Regions from separate parts of the Zea mays genome. Here regions 1, 2 and 3 are each linked to region 4. Evidence: chromatin contacts called from public Hi-C data. All regions are on one chromosome and are shown on one strand. Each heading gives the region's core, a stretch centred on a gene start, on an enhancer-like site or on the middle of the called end of the contact. The rest is flanking DNA. Distances are from core to core; before and after follow the strand shown.

Region 1 (6,883 bases), core at 6-2,505, 320 kb after region 4:
GTTCAGTTAGAGATAGATTAAGAAAGATTAGGGTAGATTAAACCCATTCTAGTCAAATTTGAATATAAAGAAATTTAATCCTTCCAACCCTCTTCAATCCATCTCTTAATTCTCTCATTCCTTTTCCTTCCAAAGGAGCCGCAAGGGACTCGGACATAGGAAATGGAATGCGATAAGCTCCAGCAGCTAATGGGCCCTACAATCCGGGGCTTCGGGCCTCCATTGAGCCCAAGCAACGGCCCAAAAGGGTGGCGCTGAAACAATTTATTTATCTACCCTTTTCCCCTCATTTTACGGCACGGGAAATGATGGGTGGCGCCTGGCGCGGGCGATGATCACCGGAGCTCGGTGGGCAGCGCCCGTCTCCTGGCGGCCTCCTCCCAGTTGAGCGGCACGCGGCCCTCGCGGTCGCGGCTGAGCCACTCCTGCGCGCCGCCGCGGAGCTTCTCCAGCCGCAGCGCGTCGCTCTGGTGCATGGCGAACACCTTCAGCACGTTGAGCAGCGCTGCCGCCAGCCACAGCACGCTCCCGACCAGGCACAGCCACGCCGGCTCGCCGCCGCTGCGGGGGCGGTTCAGCGCCGCGGCGACCAGGAACAGAAGGCTCCCCAGCAGCTGAGGCACCTGCACGCCCGACTGCAGCAGCTGCGCGCGGCCGTCGGCGCGCTCGTACACCTGGCAGGAGTTGAGCACGGAGCCCAGCACCCACAGCAGCGCCGCGACGAGCAGCATGGTCGCCGCGTGCCGCTGCTGGGACTGGGAGTGGGAGTGGGGGGAGGCCAGCAGCGCCAGGCCGGCGGCGGCGAGCGCGCACCCGGCTGCGTGCACGGCCGGCACGAGGAACTCCACGAGCCCGAGCTGGGCATCGTACCTCGCCAGTCCCACGCGGCAGTCGACGCCAGCCAGGTGCGCGGCGAGGTCGTGTGCGTTGACGGCCGCCACGGCCGCCAGCGCCACGGCGCCTACGGCGAGCCCCAGCCTGGCCGCGGACACGGACATGGACAGCGCCGCCGCCAGGACCAGGAGCAGCGCCGCGAACACGTATGTCCCCGCGTTGATGTACTCCCACCGCCTCGCCGCCAGCGCCGGCCCGTACAGCCGCGCCTCCCTGGCCGTCGCCAGCTTCACCATGGCAGGCCGCCGGACCCCGGATCGATCGATCGCGCGGTGGGCAAAGGCGCTTCTTTTCCCTTTCTTTCTCTCTCTGGCGCTCCGGAACCGGAACGAAGCTAGGAAGCAGTTTCGCGATCGGTGTGTAAGTGTGTTAATGCGGCGCGGCTTGGAGTTGGAGGGAGGCGGCCAGGTGGTGCAGGTGCTCTCGCGTACGTGGCACCGTGCCGTGAGGTCTGCGCCCTGACGACATGCAACAAGCTTGGCACTTTGTGTTGCCAGACGAGCATGTTTGAAGGCACACGCGGACGTGGGCAGTTACATCTGGCAAGCATGCCGTTTGTGCGTCCTTGGCTCGTTGCTAACAAACGGATCAGCATTTGAGGAAGAAAAAAATGGTATCAAGGCCAACAAAAATCATCATTCAAAGCACTACTTATTACTTGCTAAAAAACGTTCTCTATATATTTTCGCTTGAATTAAAGTCAGATGTTCATACTGTTGCAGATATAATCTATAGAGATTTTCTAAATTAATAATTTAGTTAGTTAACATAAAAACTTTTCTCCAGCAGTTCTCTCAATAAATTTTTTAACTTTAACAACTTCTTATCTAAACACATTTACTCTCTACATTTAACAACTTCCTAAACAAAAATGTTGACTGCATTATGTAGGTAATGAAGTTAATTGTTGAAATTTGTGACTTATTCTTTTTTTATTTGGATAGATACAAAACAAAACTACAACATATATTTAAAGAATTATAGAAGAATTCACATTATTTACTCCTAAAGTTATTTAGCAACTTCTTAAATCTATGATTAGAGAGCTAAAATTTACATAACTATTGAACTTGCTAGAAGAGCAACTCTAAGAGCCTCTTTATATTTTTCGTAATCTATATAAATAGACTTTTGTAAAAAAAATACACTCAAACAACTTATCTAAATGGTTATCTATTTCGTGTTTCTCGCTAGCTAAATATAGAAAACGTGAATCTTTCTAAGATATAGAAAGGCTGTTAAAAATTGAAAAGATATAGAAAATGATTTTTATATAAATGACTCTAAATAATAATTTAGAGAGTAAAATTTAAAAAAATAACACACTTGGAGATGCTATCTGTAGTCATCCGCAGACTCTATCTGTAGCTATTGGACGTTTTTTCCCACCCAAGCTTCTATTTCTATCAAACCGTGAAGATATAAAGAGGCTCTAAATTGTTTTAGCTTTTTAATTTACATAGAGTTTATTATGCATCTAGACGTATATTATGTCAAGGTATATAATATTATGTCTAGACGTATACTACCTCGGCTCATAAATACATGACACAATTTATTTATTTTTTTAAACTTTGACTACTCGTATTATTTAAAATACTTATTTAAATATATAAAATATTAAGTCAAACGCAAACTACATGATAAAACATATAATAAATAAATAAATTATAAATTATTATTTTTTAATAAAACTATTGATTAAATTTTTTTTAAAGTCAACAGTGTCATATATTTATGAATGGAGGGGAGTATTTTTCTATTTAGAAACTGCTGACCTGACAAACCGGTGGCAAAGGCGCTCTACAGTTAGCTACTGAGAACGCATAGGTGCACCGTGAACTGATGCCCACGTTCCATTCATGTCTGTGGGTGCCCATCGATCCCTACTCATGAAATCAGTAGGTTAGTGAACCATGTGCCCACTATTACTCCAACGCTGTAGCCTGCAACTCAGCATCCTCTCCAGCTGCAGACCTTGGCCACACTGCAAAGCCCTCTGCCTTGAGAGAGGCTTTTGGGCAGTGAGCACCACCACATTTTCACTGGCCATTCGTCCTTGGCTGACGGCCGTGCAAGGACAATGATCTGTATATAACAGAAACATACAGTGCAGCGGAGGTGTTTGCAAGGAGATCGGTCCGGGAACATCTCAAAGTGCACCCATCCCCCTGCGCCTCACAGAATTAGCTCTCATTGATACAACAGGCAACAGCAACTACAAGTCTACAACAATGCCGTATAGGACGATGAACCCACGATAAACATGCAAATGGGCAAGCACTGCCCGCCGGTAACCCCACTGACCGGAGACCAAAATTAGTGGCATAAATATAGACAAGACAGGCGACGAACATGAACCAGCTCCTTCCTCAAGTACCAGCCGCGGGGGGCACCATGGATGGGGCCAGCAAAATCCGGCCCAGGGTAAAAGGGACACCGGCAAAGCGTATAACCAACAGCAAATGGAATCAACTCTTGTCGCCTGGAGGCGAGTAGCCGCCGCCACCAGGCTTGTCATGCTCGAACTTCACAACGATGCAGGTGATGTTATCGCCGCTCCCACGGGAGAACGCAGTCTCTGTCAGCTTCCGGGCTGCTGCCTCAGGATCCTCCTCCATCTTCACAAGTGAAACAGCGTCCTGTGGGAACAAGTTGAGACAGTCGGTCAACCATCATACCAAAGGATTGAGTGCACCATTAGCAAGAACCCCAATAAGGAAAAGCTCTGTAGATTTTGTTCCCACACCGAGAAACCCAAATTTCATTTACAGCAAGGATCGCCATATCAGTACGTTCAAACAATACTAATGCACACAATACTGACACCTCTGAGCACCAAGGGCTCAGCAGGTGAGGCAACACCGCAAAACCACCAAGAACACGCTGATTAAACCAGCTCAACATGCAACACACTAAGATATCAGCGCCACACAACTGAAAATAAGCTCAAATCCCATTGTTCTAGAAACACGCTAAGACACCAAAAATTTTGTCTCTGCAACGTGCAAACAATTACACAGCCCGGACGAAAGAATTCCACTCAGACAAGAGGGGGCTCATCAGTGAAATGCAATGCGGTTCACAGCCTGTAGAAAATGTCAAAATGGTACAGCAAATTTATGCAACTCGAGCAGAGAATTCATCAGTTAAATACAATAAGTGAAATGAAACTGCCATCTTGTGTGAAGATGAAACCATTTGCCATTTGTCATGAGCATGCAATATGCATCCAAAGAGGCCCAATAAAGATAAATGTAAGAAAAAATATCTCCGCACATGGAAGCCCCCTATGTAACGGGCATCACATATTAACGCAAGCAGTTGAAATAAACCTCAAATACCATTCCAAAAAAATACAGTGACATACAGCGGCAATTGCAATTATAGCAATTTACTAACTACTCCCTCCATTCACTTATGATAGTCCTATTTCACTTTGGCACAATGACCAAGGAGAACTCTTGCTTATCATCTAATTAATTACATCATCAAACACTCCTTTTTTTTGCGGAAACTCCTCATTATTGATGTTTTCATATACATGCAGCAGTCTTTTTTCTAAATGAGTTACTCTGCACAGGTACCTAAACAGTCATTTATATCAGATTTGGGACAACTCAAATAAGACTATCAAAAATGAAAAACTCAATTTTGAAAACAGGACTATCAAAAGTGAATGGAGGGAATACTAGATTAGGAAATACTATGTGACACGCTTAGAAATTTGTTTCAGCAAAATGTTGCTGTCCACTTCCAGCAGTACAATAGGCTTGCAAAAGTAAGGGAAAAGAATGGAGAGCGGATGGTAAAAATTCCGTTCACACACGTACTCCCTTCTTTTCACTATATTTGCCAAACGCATACCTAGACAGCCAATCACACTTGTGTGCTTTTTATACAAGAATAGTTATTCTAGCCAATACAACATAGAATCGCTCTAATTGGCAAGAATTTGCATGGCTTTTGTGCCTCTAGATATTATGCAAAATGAAGGTAGCAGAACATATAAATTATTTTCTGTAAATGCTAAAAATGCAGCCAGGGAAGAGAGGACAGAAAGGAGGGGGGATCTAAGATGTTCATGAAGAGACAATGAAACCCTTGCTTATCAGGACATCACACACAACTACAATAATCTATAATTTTATATTTCAGGCCACAGATCCATCTAAGCTCCAAGGGCCCAACCGAAGTTAGAATTACTCCAGCAGATGTTCATGAAGAAAGCGCAATAAATTGATATCTGCATGATTGCACCTCTAAATAGGTCAAAGATGTATATCACAAACTAACCTCATTCGGAACCACATCCCACAGCCCATCACTAGCTATAATTAGAAACTCCAACTCATCATTTATTTCTTGTTCCTGACCCCAAAAAATGTAAACAGATTAGGCCTACAATGCCACAAATTACATATAAGCCATGAAACATCAGCATTAGAAGGTGTAGATCAAATTACCTGAATCTCAGGGTCTGCAATAACAAATTGTTTTAAGAGACGGTTGCCAAATGCCCGAGACATTGCAAGTACACCACCTACCCTCCAAGTTCCTGTAGAAGTTCATTGGCCACTATGAGCAACAAGCCAACAAGAATACAAGATCATGGCAAGGATCGTTTGGTTGAATCATGGAAACATGTGAGTGTACTTGGTGTGGTTAGTGTAGACCTTACCAGCCCACATAACTATTCCACCAGCACTCTCGATTCGTTTCCTCTCATCACTTCTGTTCGGCTTGTGATCTTCAGAGAGCGCAATAGCTGCAAAAAGGAGGCAACACGATGTTCTACAAACAGTTCAAAAGACAACTACATCTGAATTATAGAAAAGACCTACCACAGCAATACAGATATACTATCCTAAGGATACAGGAAGAGGAATAATGGTGCCTATGATACCATTAATAATTACTCGCACCATTTTGAGTTTATCCGTATATGATGACTTGATACATGTCCAACAAGCGATTCTAAGTCATTTTGAGTTTATCCATATTATGCTGTGTGCAATAACTTGATACATGTCCAACATGCAATTCACTTAGAAACCGAAAGCTGAGAATTTTTCCAGGAAAGAAAGATGGTCAAAGAAAAAATAAGAGAGATCTTAAAGAGTGAAATATCTCCAAGGAATTAACTAAGGATAGGTGCGCTTGGAGACTAGCAATAAACGTGCATGAACCATGATCTTTGTCTCCTTTCTATTTACCCTTAATTCTACCGTTTGTCTTTTACCGTTTCGGTGTTTTTTTCCTGTTTCTTGTGGGTTTCATCTCTAGCCTACCCCAACTTGTTTGGGACAAAACAAAAGGCTACATTGTTGTTGTTGTACAATCTTCTTCACAAAAATCACACTCACAAAACCAAAAGGGAAGACCCAGTATCAGAGGCTCTCACGTGAGGCTTTGTTTGGGTACTCTAGTATTGACCCCAATCAATGTGTGTTGAGGTGGATTGGGGTGTAAATTAGTTGAAGTTACACCCCAACCCACCTCAATACATGTGGATTAAGTTCAATACTAGAGTACCCAAACTAGGCCTGAGCGGAGTCTAGGGAAAGAATAAACCGAGGCAAGTATTCCCCCAAATGCAGAGAGGTGCTTCAAACCTGTGATCTGATGACTCGGTGGGACAGATATCACCACGACAGCAAGTATGTCCTTCACATTCTCACAAAACCAACCTAGTGCCAGAGGCCCGAGTGAGGTCTAGGAAAGGGGTAAACTGAGGCAAGCCTTCTCCCCTCAAATGCGAAGAGGCTGCTTTGAACCCGCGACCTGGTGACTCAACAAGACAGCTCTCACCACTAGGCCAGGCCTGCTCTTCTATTCTCACGAAACTAACTCAAGCAAAAATCCATCCGCCCTAAGGCTAATTTTGATTTAATTTGTAATGATTTGTTGAAGGTGACATACCGAGCAACATGTTCCTCACAAATTTGTCAAGTTTTTTTCACAACAACCTGCTTAGAGAATTTTATAA
Region 2 (6,338 bases), core at 2,972-5,471, 340 kb before region 4:
TGGCGATGTGTCCAACGATCATGAGTGAGAGCTCCTATTACTTACCGACACATGTTTCCTTGATATACACCACATTATTTGGTTTAAACAAGACACCTCACCCACACCACATTATTTGGTTTAAACAAGACACCTCACCCATGTCGTGGAGGATCCATCCCATCCGGCGACTCAGCTGAGCTCTACGTATGCCGCCGCCGCCGGGAAGGGACACTGCTCTCACCGCGTCCGTCCGTCCGTCATGTCACGCGACCACTTCATGGGTGATGGATGCATGGACCATGGCGAGTCCACATCAAATCCCAAGGCTGCCTGTCCCACATTTCCTGGTACTCGCGCGTCTACTGAACGAAACAAGGCTACCACTTCACAATGTATAAGACAGACTTTCAATCAATCACGGGCAATACACACAGTCAGTCAGATAAACACTTCACCAACGATAGCAATAACACACTATGACCCCTGCTGGCTACCCCTTATTATTTCTGCTACACGGGGCAGCCGTTTATGCCGCCGGATTCAGGCATTGCGACAAGACACTGTCACTACTCGAACCTACAACATCACATCCAGGTGCGCATGCCAGTCGACGAAGCCGCCGAGGCGCCGCCATTACCAGAGCAGCTGAGCAGAGCAAGCAGCCCGCTGCCATGGACCCTGCCCTCCATGAACGGGGCCGGGGCCGTGGCGCCAGCAGACTCACCGTCGCCGTTCCATCCCAGCGTCAGGAACGCTTCCTCGTCTCCGTCCGCCATATCAGCATCGCCCCTCGTTGCAGCAGCAGCAGCAGGCTCACAATCGGTTGTCAGCTGCCCGATAGCAGGGGCAGGGCCCAACGAGCCGCCACCGTGTACGCAGCGGTCCTCGACCAGAGCGCCGTGACCCGCACAGAGACCGACCCTGCTCCGCGCGAACCTATCGCACGGCGGCCCGCCGGCCCCGAGGCTCGAGCCCTCCTGGCCCCACACGCAGCGTTTCCCTCCGCCATGAGCCTTGCAGAAGTCGGTGCTCCCCTGCGCGCTCTTGGCGCAGCCCTCGGCCCTGCACCGCCTGCCGCCGCCGTGGCGGACGCAGTGCTCCGTCCTCCCTCGCGCGCTCCTGGTACAGCCCGCGACCAGGCACCGCTTCCCGCCGCCGTGCGCGACGCAGTACCGCGTCCCGCCGTGGACGCTCTTGGGGCACGCGCCGCCGCCGCCGCCGCCCTGGTGGGCGCAGCGCTTCCCTCCGCCGTGCGCCTTGCAGAGCCAGGTGCTGCCTTCGGCTCCCCTGGTGCATCCGGGGAACGTGCAGCGCTTCCCGCCGCCGTGCGCCTTGCACAGCCCCGTGCTCCCCTGGGCGCCCTTGGCGCACTCCGGGAACTGGCACCGCCTCCCGCCGCCGTGCGAGATGCAGAGGCCCGAGTGCCCCTCCGCGCTCCTCCTGCAGCTCTCCCTCTGGCACCGCTTGCCGCCGCCGTGCTTGATGCACAGGCCGGACCTCCCGCGCGCGGCGCGCGAGCAGCCGTCCTGGCTGCAGCGCCGCCCGCCGCCGTGGGCTATGCAGTGGTCGGTGCGGCCTTCGGCGCTCTTCGTGCAGCCCAGGTACTGGCACCGCCTGCCGCCACCGTGGGCTTTGCAGTAGATGGTCCTCCCCTCGGCTCCCTTCTGGCAGCCAGGTTTCTGGCACCGCCTGCCGCCGCCATGGGCGATACAGTAACCAGAGGCTCCTCTCGCTCCCTTCTCACACCCTGGGAACTGGCAGCATTTCGTGCTAATATTGCTCCGTTTCGGAGCCGGGCTTTTCACGCTCACCGTAACGGCTGATGACACGTCTGTTGTTGAAGGCACGACCACGACATCTTCAGGTATCTTTGGCAAAGAAAGGCCGTAGGTTGCTTCAGAAGCATATGCATATGATGATGATGAAGCCATGTAATTCCTGAAGATCCAGGGCTCTAGCTTTTCCAGAGTAGTAGTAGTATCTGCCACTGTCTCTAAGCCATCATTGGCACTTACATTGGTCAAGGCTGATTCAGGCGAACAGGTGGACAGGCTCAACTGAAGGTCCAACTTCGGAGCACCTGCCGATGGCTTCTTGTGACGATGTGCAGTGTCATGACCAAGACAGAGATCAAAGCTCAGACCAAGATCCATCGACGACTCCTCGTCAGCCTCTTTCACTGAAGATGGAGACATCATGCAGGCTGTGGGGGAGCTGACCTTGCTGTTCGTCTCAGAGGAACTTGGTGACCGGCCCAGACCAAGCGTGAGCAGCGGGTTTCCAGGACCTTCAACTCCAGCCATACCAGCCCTCGGGTTGTCTTGTCCCCAGAGAAGCTGGGACGATACACTAGTAGTGTGCCGACGGCAGTACCTCGATCTGCACTGAACTGCCTGCCGGTGACAGGGATCGTTCGAGGAGTCAACGTTACCACCAGATCCAAGGCTTAGGGAGGAGGAGGCCCTGTCCATTCCAGTCAAGAAACATGTCCAGAGACGAAACGAAAAGAACCAAAAACCCTACTACTGCTACTGTCATCTACTGTGCTGTGCTGCTGGGTTATATTAGATTAGAAGTCTCCCGCAAGAAATGTTTGCAACCTCCGCTGACAAAGCCAGCCACATCGTCACGATCCATCTCTCGCCACTTTCAAGAACCACAGGAGGACGGTGAGGTTTTGGGGGGCTGAGCTTCAGTTTCCGGAAGGGACAATAGACCTGCAGGTTAAGAAAAGCAATAGTAGATTAGAGAAATTAAGACCAGGGAGAGGGCAGAGAGTCTGATGTGAAACCAGCGTTTGAAAAAAAATCACAAACCCTTACATGCGTTGTGTGCTTGATATAGCACAAAAGACAACAGTTGTTTAACCATGACCCTGAATCCTTGCACTGTCCAAAATCTGCTCTACGATGTGAGTACGGAGGGAGGAAAGGTGAGCACGCAAGGAGGGGGGGGGGGGGGGGGGGGGGGGGAGGGGGGGGTGGGGGGGCAAGAAAGGTTTGGTAAAAGATGATGGCAACTATGACCACGCCAAGGCAAACCACAGTGCAGGACTCTGCCGCAGCTGCACGATGCATCGTCACAAGGAGATGGGCGACTACGAGAGCCTATTGCTCCTAGTCGTAGAGGACTAGACGGTGCTGTGCAGATCGCACTACACAACACAACTTGCAGCTGCGGCGCACAAGTTTTTCCTTTCCTATCGCGCGCACACAGCCACTTCCACCGTCCGTCTGTCTGTCAGTGGTGTGCGCCTATTGCAGGAAATTTCATCGGCGTAGTGGTGTAGTACGAGTAATAGGCAGACACTTTTGTCCGACAAGATCAGCTAGACCAAGGACGCCACCGATCTTTTCCCTGTGTGTAAAAAAAAATTCCTTTTTTCCCCCCTCCTCGTCCATGTGTCTTCTTTTCAGTGGAGAAGGAATACCGGCGCTAGCTAGCTAGTGTGTTTGCAGTGCAGGAGAAATTTGAAGATAAATTAAGTGGGGGGAGAGGCAAGAACAAGTCGACAATGGGAATAGAAGAAGAGAAAACTGAATGAAGGAGAGCAATTTGAACTCCAACTCTAATTTCAAAACGCAGAGATGGGACGCATTGGAAGCGACAGACAACGAGGCCAGGGAGACAGGGACAAAGTCCTCCAGCAGTTTGCATGGAGACACACCAACAGCGGAGGGCACAGGTACAGTACAGATCCGCCCGGAGCCAGCAGCGCCTCAGCCGGAGCGGAGCGCCAGGCACCGGACTAGATCTCTTCTCTGGCTAAAAACTAGAACCAAACCGGGAAACATAGCAAGACAAGGGACGAGCGAGCGAACGGAGAGGCTCGTGGTTTTCCTTCCGTTCCGTCGTCGGGATGAACGGAACTGGTGCAGGGTTTCAACCGACGCTGGCGGCTACGAAACGGCAAGGGGAACGAAGGAAGGCAGGGACAGGGAGTCGCCGGTGGATACCCCGGTCCGCGACCATCCCGAAAGCCAAGGCCCCTCACCCGTTTCCATGGCTCCAGCAACAGATTTAACAGAATCCAAGGGGCAGAGAGAGAGGAAGCGCCAGACAGCACAGCAAGGAAGGAAGGAGAGGGGGGGGGGGGGGGGGGGGGGGACGAGGAGGAGGCGTGGCTCACCTGCGGCAGCGGAGCGGGGGAGACGAGACGGGGAGGGCCGGACTGATGCGCGCGGGAGCCGGGGCGACGGGGGGCGGCGGCGGCGGGGCGTCTGGTGGTGGTGTGCGCAGCGCAGGGGGGAAAGATCGAGCACGCGAGGAGGGGGCGCAGCGCAGGCGGTTTATAATAAAAAAGCGGCTGCGGCCTGCGGGGGCGGGGTGGCGCGGCAAACCGCTGGGCTGGAGCCACAGCCAGCCACCCACCACGCGCGCCGCGGAGAAAAGACGATGCCTTTTGTTGCGCTCTGCCTCTCATCTGCTCTCCCCGCCATTGACTTTTCTTCCGGCTGCAAATTACACGTCATTCTCCGTGTTTTTTTTTCTTACAGCCTGGCCTTTACACCACGCCCCGCGAATTCACTCTTCGACGTAAAAAAAAAGAGACAGTTAGGGCTATCCAGTTTTTGAGCCTTTAGAAAAATAAGAACCTGTTAGGAAAATGGGTTCTCAGAAGAAAAGAAAAAAAAACATTGCCTGTGGGTCCCACGGCGGTCGTCAGGGCCCGTCCTCGCAGACCGGTCGTCAGGGCATGTGCGGTGCGCGTGTGCCGTGCCGGCGGGCGGCGGCAGCGGTTCGCCGCCCACCGTCCGTCCGTGGTGTGTGCGCGCCGGTGGGGCCCCGTCGCCTTCGGCCGTGTTGGTGCCGGCCTGTGGCCTGCCGGTGAGTGAGTCCCGCCGAGGGAGGCAGGGACAGGTAGCGAGGAAAGAAAAAAAGGCCGGCTTTTGCTTCGGCTCAAAAGACATTCCAAACTGTATTTTACATGAATAAAAAAAGATTGTTTTGATAATTCGATTTTATCTTTTTTTTTTGTAAACCAGTAGCATATATATACGTTTAGGTACGCGTGTGTTGACCGGATGATGGAGCGAGTGAATGGCGGTGCTTAACGAGCTTCCCATGGCCGCCCCTTTTTTGCATGCTTTTGGATCCCCTCTCTCTCTCCTGCCTGTGCCTGACCGAACAAATTCCTTATTAGCCTGTTGCCGATGACAGGACGCCGCTACGTTATCTTTCTTAGCCGTTAGCCCTAGCCCTCCCTTTTGGTCTTTGGCTAGCAACAACAGATACAATGGAGAATCTATCTTTCTATCCATCCATCCATCCTTGAGCGCATGCAGCCCCAGCTCGCCCATCCATCGCCTCAATAATGCTATGCTATGCTATCTATCCATCACTACCCTGTCTCGTTGCTTGCACAACAGTGTCACTCATCACGTCACAAACCAGCGATCTTGGGATGGTACACACAGCATATCCTGCCTCGACGTGTTACCGCCTGTCTGATTGTATATTGCATTGCTTGGATTCAGTGGTCTCTGGTCTCATGCACACGTCAACAACGAACGTTGTTCTCTATGTCAGCAGTTGTTGTTCATCGATCTGGCCGGACATGCATGCAATTGCCACTTCTTCTCGTAGTTTCTATATATATACACGTTCGTTCTAGTCTGCTAGCTCTAGCTGGTCACAGCGCAAATACAGCGGCACCAGCGCCATGCATGGCAAATAACTTAGTTTTAGGTTGTTTGATCGCAAAATAGAGTGTTTGCAGAGGGGGTAGCCTGACGTAGTGCTGGGAATTGGGTCAGGCCGGGCTGGACCAGCCCGGTCCAAGATTATCGTGCTTTGTGCCAAACGGATTCGAGTCAGTAAAGCCTAAAAAACTTTTGAGTCGTGCCGTGCTAGTCCGAATTGCAAAAACATTGACCCAGACCAGCCCTAAAACCACGTCGTGCTTTCGTTGGGCCGTGCTGGTCTAATCCTGGCCTATATATTTGACCACATAAAACCAAAATATTACAACCACATAAAGTCTATAGCTTACTAAATTAAAGATATTAAACAACTATTGCATCATTTGACCACATAAACTTCAAATATCACAACAATATAAAGTCGGTATCTTACTAAATTAAAGAAATTAAACTAATTGGGTCATGCCTCCCAAGCTCGGCCCATCTGTGCGGGCCGTTCTGGGGGCTTGATGGGCTAGAATTTCAGGCCCGGACCAGTGATGGCCGTTCTGGGGCTTGATGGGCTAGAATTTCAGGCCCGGACCAGGCCCGCCTTCGGGACGCGCTAGCCCGGCTCATATTATTTCGTGCTGGGTCGTGCTTTAGACTCCTATTTTTGGGCGGTGCTTGTGCTGACTCGAAAAGGCTGGCCCATATTCCTAGCAGTAGCCTTAC
Region 3 (7,083 bases), core at 982-3,481, 380 kb before region 4:
AGCTTTGGTAAACCAGCTCTCAATTCTTCCAGCGTTATTGTCCCACTGTTGTCAGTATCCAGGGATTTGAACATTTCCTTCAAGCCCACGATCTCTTCCTCTGACAAGTTCTCAGCAACAACCTGATTGTAGCAGAGGCGATGTTAACATGTATCGTGTTTAATTAAGGACCAGAGTGCTAAAAAAGAGAGAAACAGTAACAAAAACCCATAAGCTCCATTTACCTTCAAGGCAACCTTCTTAAGCTTGTTCATGGCCCGGAACTGCTTCATTCTGCTTATTACTGTTATGTCTAGTGGCTTGTCTGGGGCCTCTCCATCCTCTCTAATCCATGGATGGTCTGTGTGCTTAATGTATTAGATTGAGGCACTATATGCAAACAGAGCAAGAATGAAAGCTCGTTTTGCAAAGAGAGCATAAAAAAGCTTTTATACAGAAGAAGATAAATCGGCAGTGCACCGAGTTTGGCGATAGAGGTAGCGAACACTTACTCAAAATTTCAGCAGCAGTAAGCCGCTCCTTGGGGTCTTGGCGCAGCATCTTCTTGACCAAATCTTTTGCGCTATTCGATATGGAAGGCCAGGGATCAGATGCGAAGTCAATATGACCTCGCAAAACAGCATCAAATATGCCATCCTCGTTCTCTGGTAAAACCAAAACCAGGGGAGAAAGAAGACAGAGCATCGGTGGCATGTTAGTAAGGGGATAATGGCATTGGCATCAAGATGTGGCTGGCTGGCTGGTTTATGCAACAGGGAGCAGAGAAACGTACCGGCCCAGAAAGGAGGGACGCCGGATAGCAGGATGTAGAGGATAACTCCGGCACTCCATATGTCTGCCTCAGCTCCGTATCGCCGCTTGAGCACCTCTGGGGCGACGTAGTAAGCGCTGCCGACAAGATCCCTGAACTGCTCGCCTGCATTGCAATCGATCATCGATCGTTTTCAGTTTCAGTTGAGTTGGACACAGTACAGATGAGTGGGAGCTGAATCGCTGAGACCAAATCAAACAACAATCATTCCTCCTCTAGACTCTAGTTAAAGCACGAGTCAATCAAACAGCAAAGTTTCCTCCTCTTGGTATCTGCTGGATTCCCACATGAGGATAAGGAAGAGGATGAGCGTCTGTCTATGGAATCGAAGCAGAATCATACATAGCGAGTAGGACTGAAATCGAATGGGCATCCGAGACTGATGGATTTCCAAAACGGTGAATAGTAGTAGTAGTGAAGACTGAAGAGCAAAAGGGAATAGATAGGTTAGGTACCGGGCTTGAAGAAGACGGAGAGTCCGAAATCCGTGGCCTTGAGCGGCGAGTCCTCCCTCTTGTTAAGGAAGAGGAAGTTTTCGGGCTTGAGGTCCCGATGCATGACCCCCATGGAGTGGCAGCTGTGGACGACGGAGACGATCTCCCTGCAGAGGGCGGCGGCGGCACGCTCGGAGTAGTGCCCCCTCGCGATGATGCGGTCGAAGAGCTCCCCACCCTCGCACAGCTCCATGACGAGGTTGACGGAGTGGCGGTCCTCGTAGGCGCCCCGGAGCTCGACGATGCTGCGGTGGCCCGTGAGGTGGTGCATGATCTGCACCTCCCGGCGGACGTCGTCGACGTCGTCGCTGTGCGCGAGCTTCCGCGTCGCGATGGACTTGCACGCGTACCGGCGGCCGGTGGGCTTGTGCGTGGCCAGGTAGGTGACGCCGAACTGGCCCCGGCCCAGCTCCCGGCCGAACGTGTAGGACGCGCGCACGTCCTCCATCGGCCGGCCCAGCACGCGGCCGACGGTGGCCGCGCCCGGGGCGGCGGGGGAGGCGGCGGGGGGAGCCTGGTGTGGCGGCGGAGGACGTGGAGGTGGGGGCTGCTGCTGCTGCTTGGGCTTGTTGGGGCGGTTGTTGGGGTGCTGCTGGCCCTGCTGCTGCTTGGGCGGCGGCCGAGGAGGAGGGTGAGAAGACTGGTCGTGCGGCTGCGCGCGGTGGCGGGAGGCGCGGCCGCCCATGGCGCGCGAGCGAGTGTGATCAGGAGATGGGGAAGAGGCCCGAGGGAGGGGCGGAAGAGGATTGGGGGCAGGAGGAGGGGACTGGGAGGAGCATGAGCAGCTGAGGTGGAGGAGGAAGACGAGGAGGAAGCTGCATTGCTAGTTGCTACTGCCTTTGGTCTGGTCAGGGGGTGGGAAGGGGATTTGCGCGTGGACGAGTGGAGACGCACGGGTCGGCGGGCGACTGGTCTCCGTCCCTCTCCACGGACGCACGAACGCGGTGGGTTTTTTTATTTCTATTTTTTAAAACAAAATTTAAAACTAATTATTTTGGTAGAGTTTTTTAACTAACGTGTTTGATGGCGCCAATCTTTATAGAGTTCATACTGCTCTGCCTCGTCACTTAATCCCTCAAAGCCTTTTTTTTTTTGCTATATTTATCTTATCACCATACTCAAATCACAACATAATAAGCATATATTAAAAAACATTTATTCAATATGATCCTTAATTGAATATTTTCTTTACATGAATGTTAAGATCAATCAAGGTTTAATTTAATTCACATGATTTTATTTATATGAATCCACATCGATATGGTCAAGGCAATTCATAGTTTTTTTATACCCTCTTTATTTTGGCTTGACATTTTTAATATTCATCTCAACATCTATAATCATAAAGTAAGTTCAGTCCAAAACAGTGAATGCATAGGTATGAATAGGGCTATATCCCTTTGTACTTTTATGCCACACCTGAATTTAAGAGATAAAGACGAGTGTGTCTCATATGTACGTCAAAGAAGAACATCACATATAATGACAAAGTATATAGAGATAAATGCCACAAGTATTATTATTACATAGCGGAAGTCTTACAAAAATAAATGATAACAATAAGACGAACTAAATAGTTATTCCTTGTCGCCATCAAGCTGACACGGAGACGCCACCTAGATCAACTCGTACTCCTCCGTATAGGGCGGCTCCTCTTGGTCCACATGCTCTTCACCTATGGAGGGTTTATATATCGCAAGAGTGAGCTCACAAAAGATCATAGCTCAACAAGTTGTGGGGAATAATGTGCATGAACTCACCAAAGGTGGGAGTTCATGTGAACTGTAAGGCTAACCGACAAATAAGGGTTTAAAGCTGAGCATTGCTTTTAATAAGTTAGTCAAGTTTTATTAGCATTTACTAAATGTAAGTAAATACCAAACCAGAGTAATAATAGATCAAACTAATAATAAACCACAATGCGATGCAAATGACAAATTGAATTTAATTTCATAAATTAATCATGTGAGTGTTCGAGCCGCTCATGACCGTGAGCATGGCTGATATACCAGTTTTACACTTGCAGATGTTGCGCATCTTTACCCACAAGTCATGTTACCCATCTGCCAAGGGATCACGACTTCCCATACACCTCTACCAAGAAAGCGAGGTAGGGTAACACTACGAGGCCTTTACAAAGTTCCACTAGCTTCAAAAAACCCTCTACAGTTCTAGGAAGCTCCAATGCAGGGATCCCTCGCCTGACCGTCATCGCAGCAAAATCAACCCAAAGGACCTCCCTACACGGACCACTCCCCTACTGCCCTTGCCCCTTTCGGGTAAGGTAGTCATCCACTAACTTTCCTAATTAATCAGCCAAGGGCGTCCCATACAACCCTTGTGGTAGCACTGTTTTCCCGTGTGGTTCTCCAAGTTCCAATTAACAATATGATCTTATCAAGAACAGTAAATAAAAAATTGATAATAAAAGCCTGATCATGAATAATGTGTATCTCCATACCCAAAACCACATAAAGCAATAGCAAGTACTACCCAAAAGTTCAGTGGTAAACAAAGTATAAAGATAGTCAAACTAGGGTATCCTATTGGGTCCCATCAAAATTAACCTATACATATCATAATGATTAAAAGGAACATTATTGGGAAAAAAGAAGTGATCAAGGGCACAACTTTCCTTCAACGAGCTCCTGCTCAGCAGTCTCCACCTGCTGAACACCTGAGTCCTCAGTGGCTTGCTCGTCTACTCGCAACAATACACACAAACATGGTATAGCAGAAATTAACATCACACCAAACAGAGGGATAAATTGCATGGTAATATTCTACGCGTCGTAACGAGATCGTAGGAACAATAATCAGTAAATTCGGAGTTACAATTTTGGAGTTATGATTTTCTGAAGTTTTAAGTGCTTAGTATAGAATAAATTCAAGTGAATAATTTTAATCCAAGTTTCATGGCTAAACAGAGTTACCAAGTGATAAACAATATTAATACAAAATTCATGCCAGTGGACTGAATTAAAAATGAGTTGAAATGGATTTTCTATAGATTAAACAAGTTCCTGGAATATTATTGTACTAAAAATCGAATTCTATAATCATTTATTTGATTTATCAACAGTCTGGGTTGCGTGCACTATTACTAAAAAGTCCGGGGGCTAAATCATAATTTTCCCAAGACTCAGGCTACACTTGCACTGGATTGCGGGTTAATTTTAAATAATCCTAGGGACTCTTTAGTAAGACTGACGCCGCAAAGGGGTATCACTAGATTTGTATCGTCTGATCTAAAATCTGAGATCCAGATTAGATCGGCCTAACCCTAAGGTCACAGTCGCAGGATCTCTAGTTGACGCACTAGATCTTACACGTCGGAACCGATTCTCGTGCGCCAGATTCTGATCGGATGGCCACGGATCCATCGTCCCGAACCAGTATCCAGATTCGATCGCCACCGCCCGATCAAGCACCAGCGACCCGGATTGTTATGCGTGAATAGGTACGATGAATCTAATCGTGACCACCCAAGACGAATCGGACGGTCCTCAACACGTCTCCCCCCCCCCCCCCGCACAAGTGCGGCGATGCGTAATTCTAGCGTGGCGGCGCCATGACCGGCCACCCAGATCATTGGAATAACGCGCTAAACTTCGATTTGATAAGTGTCACATGATGCCCTACGCTAGATGAACGTGATGGATGGATACTTACCCCTCAACACTATGAGGACAGTCGCGGCGACGGTGGGCGGCGAATTTGCAGGTCCGGTTAGGTCGGCGTCATGGAATTGACTGAGTCTAAGCGCCCGACGCACATGGACTTCTTCGTGCAGGCTTCCTTGGTGTCGGCCGACCCCAATCCGACGACAGCAAGGCCACATGGCGAAGTATGCAACGGCGGTGACGATCGCAGGTGTCCTCTCCGCCCACGATGAGGCGTCCAGATGATGTGGTCGTTGTCGGCGCACGCGGACATGAGGAGATGTCACACCTGGTTTTAGAAGGTAAACCGAATGCGAACCATGTAAGTGCCAGGATCAGAAATTCACGTACACAACGATTACATAAATGACTTATCATAGCACAATGCTTCGAATAACAATAAAGAGTAAGCTATAATGTTAAATACTAGAGTTATTTACATAATATAAATCAAAGTACACAGAATCGAAACGTAGCCAACGTAAATAAACCCACCACAGGCAACTGACTAGGGGAGGTCGCTAGCCTAATCCTCGGACTCGTCGAAGTCCTGGAACTCCTGGAGAATCCGCCTCGACACCTTCTTCTTTACCTGAGCATAGATTGCATCAAAGGCAACCTGGTGTTTTATGAAAGCAAGGGTGAGTACACATCAACGTACTTAGCAAATGTCTCGTTTGGCTGAGGTGGATTAGCTTTATGTGGGGTTAAGGTTAAGAAGTTGCTTTTAGTTGGTCAGGTAATTATTAATAGTAGAGAGCCAGGTTTTAACATTAACCCAAGTTGTTAACCCAAAAGTACTCTTTTCAAATGGAAAAATACCAGAAACTATAAGCATAATCATAATTATAAAAATCATCATTATCCTCATCATCACCTGTAAACAAAGTATCTCTGGTCAATGTGTCTCTAATCAATGGAGCTCCCTTGGCCACTCATAACCGCGAGCACGACTGATATATCAGTTTCATAACACTCTGCAGAGGTTGCACACTTTACCCACAAGTCGTGATTCTCTTTTGCCTTGGGCTGATCAAACCCTTAAACACTACCAAGGTGAATAGGCAGGGTTTCACTACGTAGCCTTTACAAAGATTCCCTGAGGTTGTAGCCACCCGTTAGGTTTCCTAAATGTACTGCACTCCTCCCCAAGGGGCAATCCACCCTCGGCAGAGCGAGCCGCATACACCGAGCCCCATTGACGGCACAACGGCGAAGCGAACTACGCCTTAGTTCCTCTAATTATTCAGCTAAGGGCGTCCCATACTACCCTCATGGTTGCATTGTTTTCCCGGGCGGTCATCCAACGAACCAGTCCTTACGGAGAGGCACTCGAGAAACCGCTCGAGTCCCCTTAAATGTCACAGTATCATCATCCTAATCAAAAGGAAAAACATTGTATCATAAATAATCTCATCATGTTCATTGATTAATGTGAAGCACTAGCATAAAGCTAAACCAAAATAACCCAACCCATATAGGTAAACAAGGACAAGGTAAACAAAAGCTAGTCAATCCTTAGGTATAAATTGTGCAAATGCGGTGAGTGAATTATAAAATGAGTAGGATATAGATGGGTCAAGGGACACTTGTCTTCACCAAACAGATGCTCATGATCTTCAACCTTGCAGAACTCGAAGAGCTTGATCTCGGGACCAGTGGTTCACCAAATCTTGATCATCGATTCCTCGAAGCTCAGGAACAGATCGCAATCTATTCGTGACGCGCAACAAATACAAACATGCACAAGAAAACATATACTTGCTTAAGAACATTACACCATACAAGATAAAATATTATCAAAACGAGCAATATAAAAATAGAGAGCGCTTCTACGGTTACGCGAGGATAAGGAACGCAGCGGTCGAAGCTACGGTCGAGAAGTTATAACGTTTACGCTACACAAGTAATAGTCAGGACATTTAATTCGACATTATAAAATATAACTGCTATGTAGTTTTGATTAAATCTGCTACACTAACAACTGTCAAATAAATAACTAATATAATTACCACGAGAGATTCTAAACGAGGCGAGTTTACGATGCGCGAAACAGCATGACAGCGTGCAACCGACGCGTAGACACGTGCGACAGACGAAAAACCTAAATAGGTGA
Region 4 (7,116 bases), core at 1,681-4,180:
CATCTTCTGGGAGCTGAGCTCCGACGCGAGCGAGGACGTCCTGCGAGGCTGCGCGAACTGCCTGGACCTAGCCTTCGTCGATGCTGGGTATGTGGGCTCGAGGAAGATCAGAGCCATCGGCCCGCTGGAGCTGCGGATTCTGAAGAGGGGAACCTTCAAGGAGATCCTGGATCACTTCCTGAGCCTCGGTGGCGCCGTGAGCCAGTTCAAGACGCCTCGGTTCGTCAACCCGTTGAACGTCAAGGTTCTGCAGATACTCAGTAGGAACACCACCAGAAGCTACTTCAGTACCGCCTATGGGCTCTGATAAATAAGAAACGCTGCTAGTAGTTCCATCCATGTAATTATATTTATATAAAAAAATATTGCTTCACTGTTCTGTTCTAGTCTCCAGGTAAAAGAAAACAATCTACTCATCCTAGTCCTGCTGGCGCCCTGCTAGAATGTCTGTAAATCCATATGCAAGCAAATGCATTCAGTCTCTGCCTGTGTTCTGATCTTTGTGCATAGCAAGCAAATGCATTCACAGTCTCCACTCCAGACTCCAGAGTAGTAGTACGTACACAAATACTGTCACTGGGTATTAGTGCTAATCTTTTTTACTTGTCCTGACATCAGATTCAGTTCTACACACATAGAAACGGACAGAAGATACATGAAACTGAATACGTAAATAATCAAGCACATATAGAACGTCGTGGCTGCAAGAGAAGATCACAGGCTGTAGTTGACGTCGATGAAGCTGAGGATCTGGTGCACGGCGCCGGCGATGTCCTCCGCCGAGTACCTTGCCTCGCCGACGATCTATCACACACACATATTCAATTCCAGTCCAGATGAAGCGCGCGCGCTACTGAAGATATATATAACTAAATCTTGATGAATTACTTTTACGTTGAAGGAGTAGAGGACGGTCTGCTCGATGGTGGTGATGTTGGTGTGCAGGATGGACATCTGCATGTCCTCCAGGGCGGCGATGGTCTTGATCAGCTGGCCTGGCCGGCGCCGGGATAGGATCTTGATCATGGCATCGGCGCCCAGCGCGCGCACCTCGATGTCCGCCAGGCACGACTTGTTCTCCGCCACCTCCTCCCGGAGCCCGCCGCCGGCGTCGTCGACCACGGCGCCCCCCGCCGCCTCCAGGTCCAGCGTGATCTTGGCGTCGGCGCCCGCCACCGGGAAAGGGTGGCTCGGGGTCGGAGGGAACAGGTGCGGCGGCTGCAGCGCCAGCGGCTGAGTGGAGGACGTTATTAGCGCGCCGCCGGAGCCCGCTGCCGCGTCCACCACCGGCGGCCGTGGCGCGTCCCCGGACCCGCCGTACAGGCGCCGCCGCTTCTGCGACTCCAGGCACTGGATCAGCTGCTCTAGCTCTCTTATGAACTCGATGGCGCCTCCTATGATGGATGCCTGGTCTCCCTGCACCCAGCATATATACGTGCCACGTGTCAGTGAGTACAGCTTGTTTCCTATCCACCAGTGTGCGTGCCCAACTGCCCATCCATGGCAACTAACCGGAAACCCTAAAACCAAAGCCCTTACATCTGTTCTTGGAACGCATGAACTTCACACGAAAGAATTTAATGCAGAGTGAGTGATGAAGTGAAGGTACCCTCTGGACGTAGGATCCTGGCATGAGTGACCTGAGGATCCTGAGGTACTCGTTCATCTGGCGCCGGCGGTTGCGCTCGACGGCGATGTGCGTCATCCGCTGGCTCTCCACCTCCTCGCTGGTCTTCACGGTCCGCGGGCGCTTCCGGCGGCCGCTCTTCCCCTGGTCCCCGGCTTTGTCCGCCCGGCCGTGATCGGCCTGCTGCTGCACCAGCGTGGTGCCCTCGGAGACGACGACGCCGGTTCCTCCACCGTCCTCGGCCGTCGTCTTGCTTCCCGCCGCCTCACGGTCCGCATGGCGCTGGGGCAGCGACTGGAACCTGAAGAAGTACCCGTCGTCGTCGTCGTCCGCGTCCGCGTCCTCGCCGCCGCCGACGGACGCGGCCACCGGATGGTTGAGCGCGAGCTTGGGGCCGAAGTCGGCAAACTGCAGCACGTCGGAGAAGCTGAGCTTGTCGAACGACACCGCTTGGCTCTGCGTCGGCGACGGCGGCGCGTGCGCGTTCACGTGGTGGCGGCCAAGCATGTAGTCGACCATCTCGGGCCCCCCGCCGCAGGCGGGCTGGTGCTGCTGGTCCTCCGGCGCCGCGGCGCCGTCCAGCGGCGCGAAGCTGTCGAGGTGACTCTCCTGCTGCTGGTAATGCCATTTCCAAACAGGGATCGATACGTGTCAGAGATCATGCATCAAGCTTTGACTTGACAGAGAGGTTCAATTCGCAGAGGTACGTGAAAATTAAACATGCAGGCATGCTGCGATGCATACCTCTTTGTCCATGATCAGGCGGGTGGAGCAGCAGCGTATTTGGTGGTGCTTTGATGAATCACGACGGACACATGCAGGTCGGCAGCTAGGCAGGCTCACAGGCGGTGCGTGTGCATGGCCGGCCGGCCGGAGCAGGCAGCGCGCAGCAGCTAAATAAACAAGAAGCACTGTAAAGCTCTCCAGAACTCAGCAGCGATCAGTCACTGATCACCATGCATGTTCTGCACTTATATAGTATAGTATATGGTTTGCACAGGGTCACGAGAGAAGTAGCGAACAAGGAGGGCGGGCCGGCCGGGGACTGGAGGAAGACGAAGATAGCTAATTAAGCTGGTAAGCTAGCTTTCCTCGTGTTTGAGCATGGCGGAGAGAGAGAGAAGCTAAGGGAGGCTCAGCTCGATCTTGATGGTGGAGGCGTGCGTAGGACGGACGAGCCAGGCTGATGAATTCGGCCACCTCCAAGGGGCCGGGTTAGCGTATTAGCTCCGCCGCTGCGCCCCGCTCCGGCCGGTGAGTTATGTTGTTCACATGCGCGGCGCTCCCCGCCTCTGCTTTTCTCTCTCTCTCTTTCATCTCCGTCGGCGCGGCGGTCTTAGTCGTCTTAGCTTCCCTCTCTCTCTCTATCCTCCTTCGCGCCGCCGCCGCGGACGCGTCATGGATGATCACGGGCCGGCGCCTCTTCTTTTTCTTGCTTTCTTCTTTCTCGGCATGCATGGGATGCATGGGCGCAGATTTATAAAGGTCGCCGCGCCGACGCCGCCCGCGACAATTCTGTCCCTCTCCTCTCTCCTGCCTCTCTCTACATGGCCAAAAAAACACAAGGCCCGTGAGCCCGGCACGAAGTCCGCTTTTTGGGCCCGGTCTGAGCCCGACACGGTAGAATAAGCGGGCGGGCTTGGACAGGAAACTATGCACGACGGGCTAGCTCGGCACGGCTCGTTTACATATAAGACTGTTAAGTCCGTTTTTTACACTAAAACGTGCTTACCGGCCCGTTTAGCCCGCTTTTCGGCCCATTTTTTCGTGCTAAACGGACCGACCCGGTCCGTTTAGGTCCGCTGCGGGCCGGATTTGGACAGAAAATTAAGCCCGCTGGCTCAGTAGGCCCGGCCCGGTTTTTGGCCGGGCGGCCCGTTTGGCATCTCTACCTCTCTCTATCGGCCTCTGCGGCGATAAGCTGAGCTGGCGACAACGAACGGACGGGAGATGCGAATTGCCAGATGGGCTCCCTCAAGAAGCCCTTAACCAAGGCCCAGTCCTCCACCCGTCCGGGGACCAAATGAATGAATACAACGGGCTTCTCTGTAGACGTGGGCCTCGTCCTCGCATCCCCCCCCCCCCCCCCCCCCCCCCCCCCCCCCCCCCCCCCCCAGTGTTATGGGCTCTAACGGTTGCAATCGAGCCCGTTTCTGATGACTGATGGAGTCCGCTGCGCTGTGCCTTTCCTGCCTTCCTTTCTTCCCTCTTGCTCCGAAAAGGGAAAGTCTTTTGCAGAGAACTGAAGACAACTCATGTACAGTACAGATGTCCTCTCAGTGTCAACGGCCTCGTCGTCGGTTGCAAAACCATTTTTTAAAAAGGACGGCAAAAGATTTGCCATTATTTTGTTAGACAAAGAAGAAGTAAGAGGACGACAAATTTTATCCTAGCTTTTTTTAACAACTCATCTTTTTTTCTTCGACACTGGTACAACTTATCTGAAAACAACGATCCACCTATCAACTGCACAACTCTATGGTGCCGTTTGGTTCACATATTGGTAATGTAATGGGTAACCAATAACGTTAGATTATGTTTGTTTAAGTCTAACCGTAATCGATACCACACTATAAATGGATACCTCCTTATTCAAATTTGTTACCGCCGACATTCGAGCGCGAATCGTTACCATTACCATTTATGTTACATTTTGTGAACCAAACGGCACCTATATAGAGCCCAAGACGTTGATGACAAGCACCACCCGCGGGGTGGTAACCTGAAGCATCAACAAAACGAATTAAAATTCATTATCATGGGAAAAGGTATCAGCAGCCAGATTTAAACTATCAATTTGAAAAAAAAACAAAAGATATGCCACAAAAAAATAAGACACCAACGAGCTCCTGCATCTCAACCCACTGATTATTATTCTCTCTCTGTCTCTGAAGAATAAAAAAAAGTCCCACTGATTGAGAGAGGTCTCTACAGTCAGACATACTCCGCCGGTCCAATAAATAAAATGAAACGAGAAGTTAGACCATTTTTAAATTAAACTGCATATATAAAAAAACATATTAGTGTTATCCAATAAACATTATTATGTTAGCTACGCAATGCTAAGAAAAGGTGTCAACGACCAAATAAAAAAAATGCTCTAATGTCTCTGAGCAGAAGGAGAAAGAAAAAAAGGCAGAAGCATTTAGCGTCATGCCTGTTAAGTAACCCTAGTTAGGGTTATGTGGGCAAATACCTGCTTTGCCCCTGAGGGGTCTCACATCTCTATATAAGGAACCTGTACACCCCCTCATAATACAGAGAACAGAAAGAGGCCAGAGGCCCAACCCTATATTCAGTGTCTCGTGTGTTTACTCTGTCGTGTTTATGGGAAGGGAGACGGGTTCTCTACATCTTCTTGCGCCTCTACTGCTTACGGGAGAGAAGGGAGCGGATCTGGTGATCCGTGGTAACGTAGTTCTCAACACGTTATCAGCACGCTCTACCTCAACGTTGCTGCGGGATCAGATCTGCATCAACTCTTCATCAAGCCGGCAGGTCACCGGCCTAGCCGAACTGTCCTACGCGACAGATTTCGATTCCTCTACACAATCGAATGGTACGTCCTTCTAATTATATTTGATCTGCTTGTTCGTTGGAGAAGAACATGCGACAGCGGCTTTGGTCGCGCGCCACGTGAATCGTCCTGACAGACCCCTCGACGCCAGTAGACACTACCCTGCCATACGCGCCGCGCCCTGGAGCAGCCTGTAGATGCTCACTAGCGTGTCCTCTTGTCGAATGTGAGGGCCACCGCCCGCGCGGCGCTCGCCAGAGTGGAGCCGGTGGCACGGGTCACGTATGGTCCCGTAGGTTGCACCACCTTGTACGCCCGCTGCTACAATCTATGGGTGAGCAAGCTATGAGTGCGGACCCCGTTACCAAGCTGCACGATCACCGGTCTTGAGCCCTCCCTCTCAACCCAAGCTCCCTGGCAGCTACGGCCTGCAGCCGAACGCCCGAGCTCACGCGCAGCCTGCAGCCAACACGAATGTCATCATGAACTGGCAGCCTGCATACCTTCATGTAGCATGCGACCCGTTCTCCCCTGCTTGATCGAATCGCTTGGTCGGGCTCCTTGCCGTGCATGACGGACGGCATTGCTCTTTTCTGTGGCTGTGGACTCGTGGCTGTGACTTGTGAGCTGAAAGGGAATTAGGCTTACACCTAGTTCCTATATAATTTTGGTGGTTGAATTGCCCAACACAAATCTTTGGACTAACTAGTTTGCCCAAGTGTATAGATTATACAGGTGTAAAAGGTTCACACTCAGCCAATAAAAAGACCAAGTGTTGGATTCAATAAAGGAGCAAAGGGGCAACCGAGGGCACCCCTGGTCTGGCGCACCGGACTGTCCGGTGTGCCACCGGACAGTGAACAGTACCTGTCCGGTGCACCAGGGGACTCAGACTCAAACCCTTCACCCTCGGGATTTCTCGGAAGCCGGCGCGCTATAATTCACCGGACTGTCCGGTGTGCACCGGACATGTCCGGTGCTCCAAGGAAGATCGACCTCCGGAACTCGCCAGCCTCGGGTTCGCGCGGAAGCCGCTCCGCTAAAATTCACCGGACTGTCCGGTGTGCACCGGACTGTCCGGTGTGCCAGCGGAGCAACGGCTCCCTGCGGCGCCAACGGCTCCCTGCGGTGCATTAAATGCGCGCGCAGCGCGCGCAGACGTCAGGGCTGCCCATACCGGTGCACCGGACATCAAACAGTGCATGTCCGGTGTGCACCGGACACCCAGGCGGGCCCACAAGTCAGAAGCTCCAACGGTCAGAATCCAACGGCAACGCTGACGTGGCAGGGGCACCGGACTGTCCGGTGTGCACCGGACTGTCCGGTGCGCCATCGAGCAGACGCCTCCAGCCAACGGTCACTTTTGGTGGTTGGGGCTATAAATACCCCAACCACCCCACATTCATAGCCATCCAAGTTTTCTAACTTCTAACCACTTACAAGAGCTAGGCATTCAATTCTAGACACATACAAAGAGATCAAATCCTCTCCAATTCCACTCAAGCCTTTAGTGACTAGCGAGAGAGATTTGCCGTGTTCTTTTGAGCTCTTGCGCTTGGATCGCATTCTTTCTTTCTCTTTTGCTCTTGTGATCAACACTCAATTGTAACCGAGGCAAGAGGCACCGATTGTGTGGTGGCCCTTGCGGGGAAGTTTTTGTTCCCGGTTGATTGAGAAGAAGGAAAGCTCACTCGGTCCAAGGGACCGTTTGAGAGAGGGAAGGGTTGAAAGAGACCCGGCCTTTGTGGCCTCCTCAACGGGGAGTAGGTTTGCAAGAACCGAACCTCGGTAAAACAAATCCGTGTGTCACTCTCCTTATTTGCTTGCGATTTGTTTTGCGCCCTCTCTTGCGGACTCATTTATTATTACTAACGCTAACCCCGGCTTGTAGTTGTGATTATTTTTGTAAATTTCAGTTTCGCCCTATTCACCCCCCCCTCTAGGCGACTATCAATTGGTATCAGAGCCCGGT

The links. A called contact is a pair of places that touch in the nucleus more often than the background predicts.
Region 1: a contact with region 4 is called in a Hi-C map of root tip, with 7 times the contacts expected there. The contact joins the promoter of LOC100191327 here to the promoter of LOC103635409 in region 4. A contact is called at or near these places in 5 of 25 Hi-C or Micro-C datasets (bundle sheath, ear, leaf and 2 more).
Region 2: a Hi-C map of leaf shows a contact between it and region 4, with 7 times the contacts expected there. The contact joins the promoter of LOC103635405 here to the promoter of LOC103635409 in region 4. A contact is called at or near these places in 10 of 25 Hi-C or Micro-C datasets (bundle sheath, ear, endosperm and 3 more) and 1 of 3 datasets of contacts at active chromatin or transcription factors (leaf).
Region 3: a contact with region 4 is called in a Hi-C map of bundle sheath, with 2.6 times the contacts expected there. The contact joins the promoter of LOC103635404 here to the promoter of LOC103635409 in region 4. A contact is called at or near these places in 3 of 25 Hi-C or Micro-C datasets (bundle sheath, leaf and tassel).

The regions. Positions count from the first base shown.
Region 1 is chr8:77,863,073-77,869,955 of Zm-B73-REFERENCE-NAM-5.0, forward strand. LOC100191327 reads right to left here and starts at 1,256. Exons shown (of 1, transcript NM_001136761.1): 1 at 66-1,256. The coding sequence starts at 1,130. The coding sequence ends at 336. It overlaps LOC100279239, which reads right to left. Exons shown (of 9, transcript NM_001152260.2): 6 at 5,576-5,662; 7 at 5,361-5,452; 8 at 5,191-5,265; 9 at 3,068-3,536. The coding sequence ends at 3,366.
Region 2 is chr8:77,203,221-77,209,558 of Zm-B73-REFERENCE-NAM-5.0, forward strand. It overlaps LOC103635405 (loricrin-like), which reads right to left and starts at 4,222. Exons shown (of 2, transcript NM_001319733.1): 1 at 4,112-4,222; 2 at 369-2,699. The coding sequence starts at 2,453. The coding sequence ends at 567.
Region 3 is chr8:77,164,927-77,172,009 of Zm-B73-REFERENCE-NAM-5.0, forward strand. It overlaps LOC103635404 (calcium-dependent protein kinase 1), which reads right to left and starts at 2,232. Exons shown (of 8, transcript XM_008657859.3): 1 at 1,267-2,232; 2 at 773-916; 3 at 492-644; 4 at 225-340; 5 at 1-122. The coding sequence starts at 1,990.
Region 4 is chr8:77,541,549-77,548,664 of Zm-B73-REFERENCE-NAM-5.0, forward strand. LOC103635409 (transcription factor FAMA) reads right to left here and starts at 2,931. Exons shown (of 4, transcript XM_008657865.3): 1 at 2,372-2,931; 2 at 1,610-2,239; 3 at 889-1,416; 4 at 272-804. The coding sequence starts at 2,383. The coding sequence ends at 715. LOC100280367 reads left to right here. Exons shown (of 5, transcript NM_001361064.1): 5 at 1-492. The coding sequence ends at 307.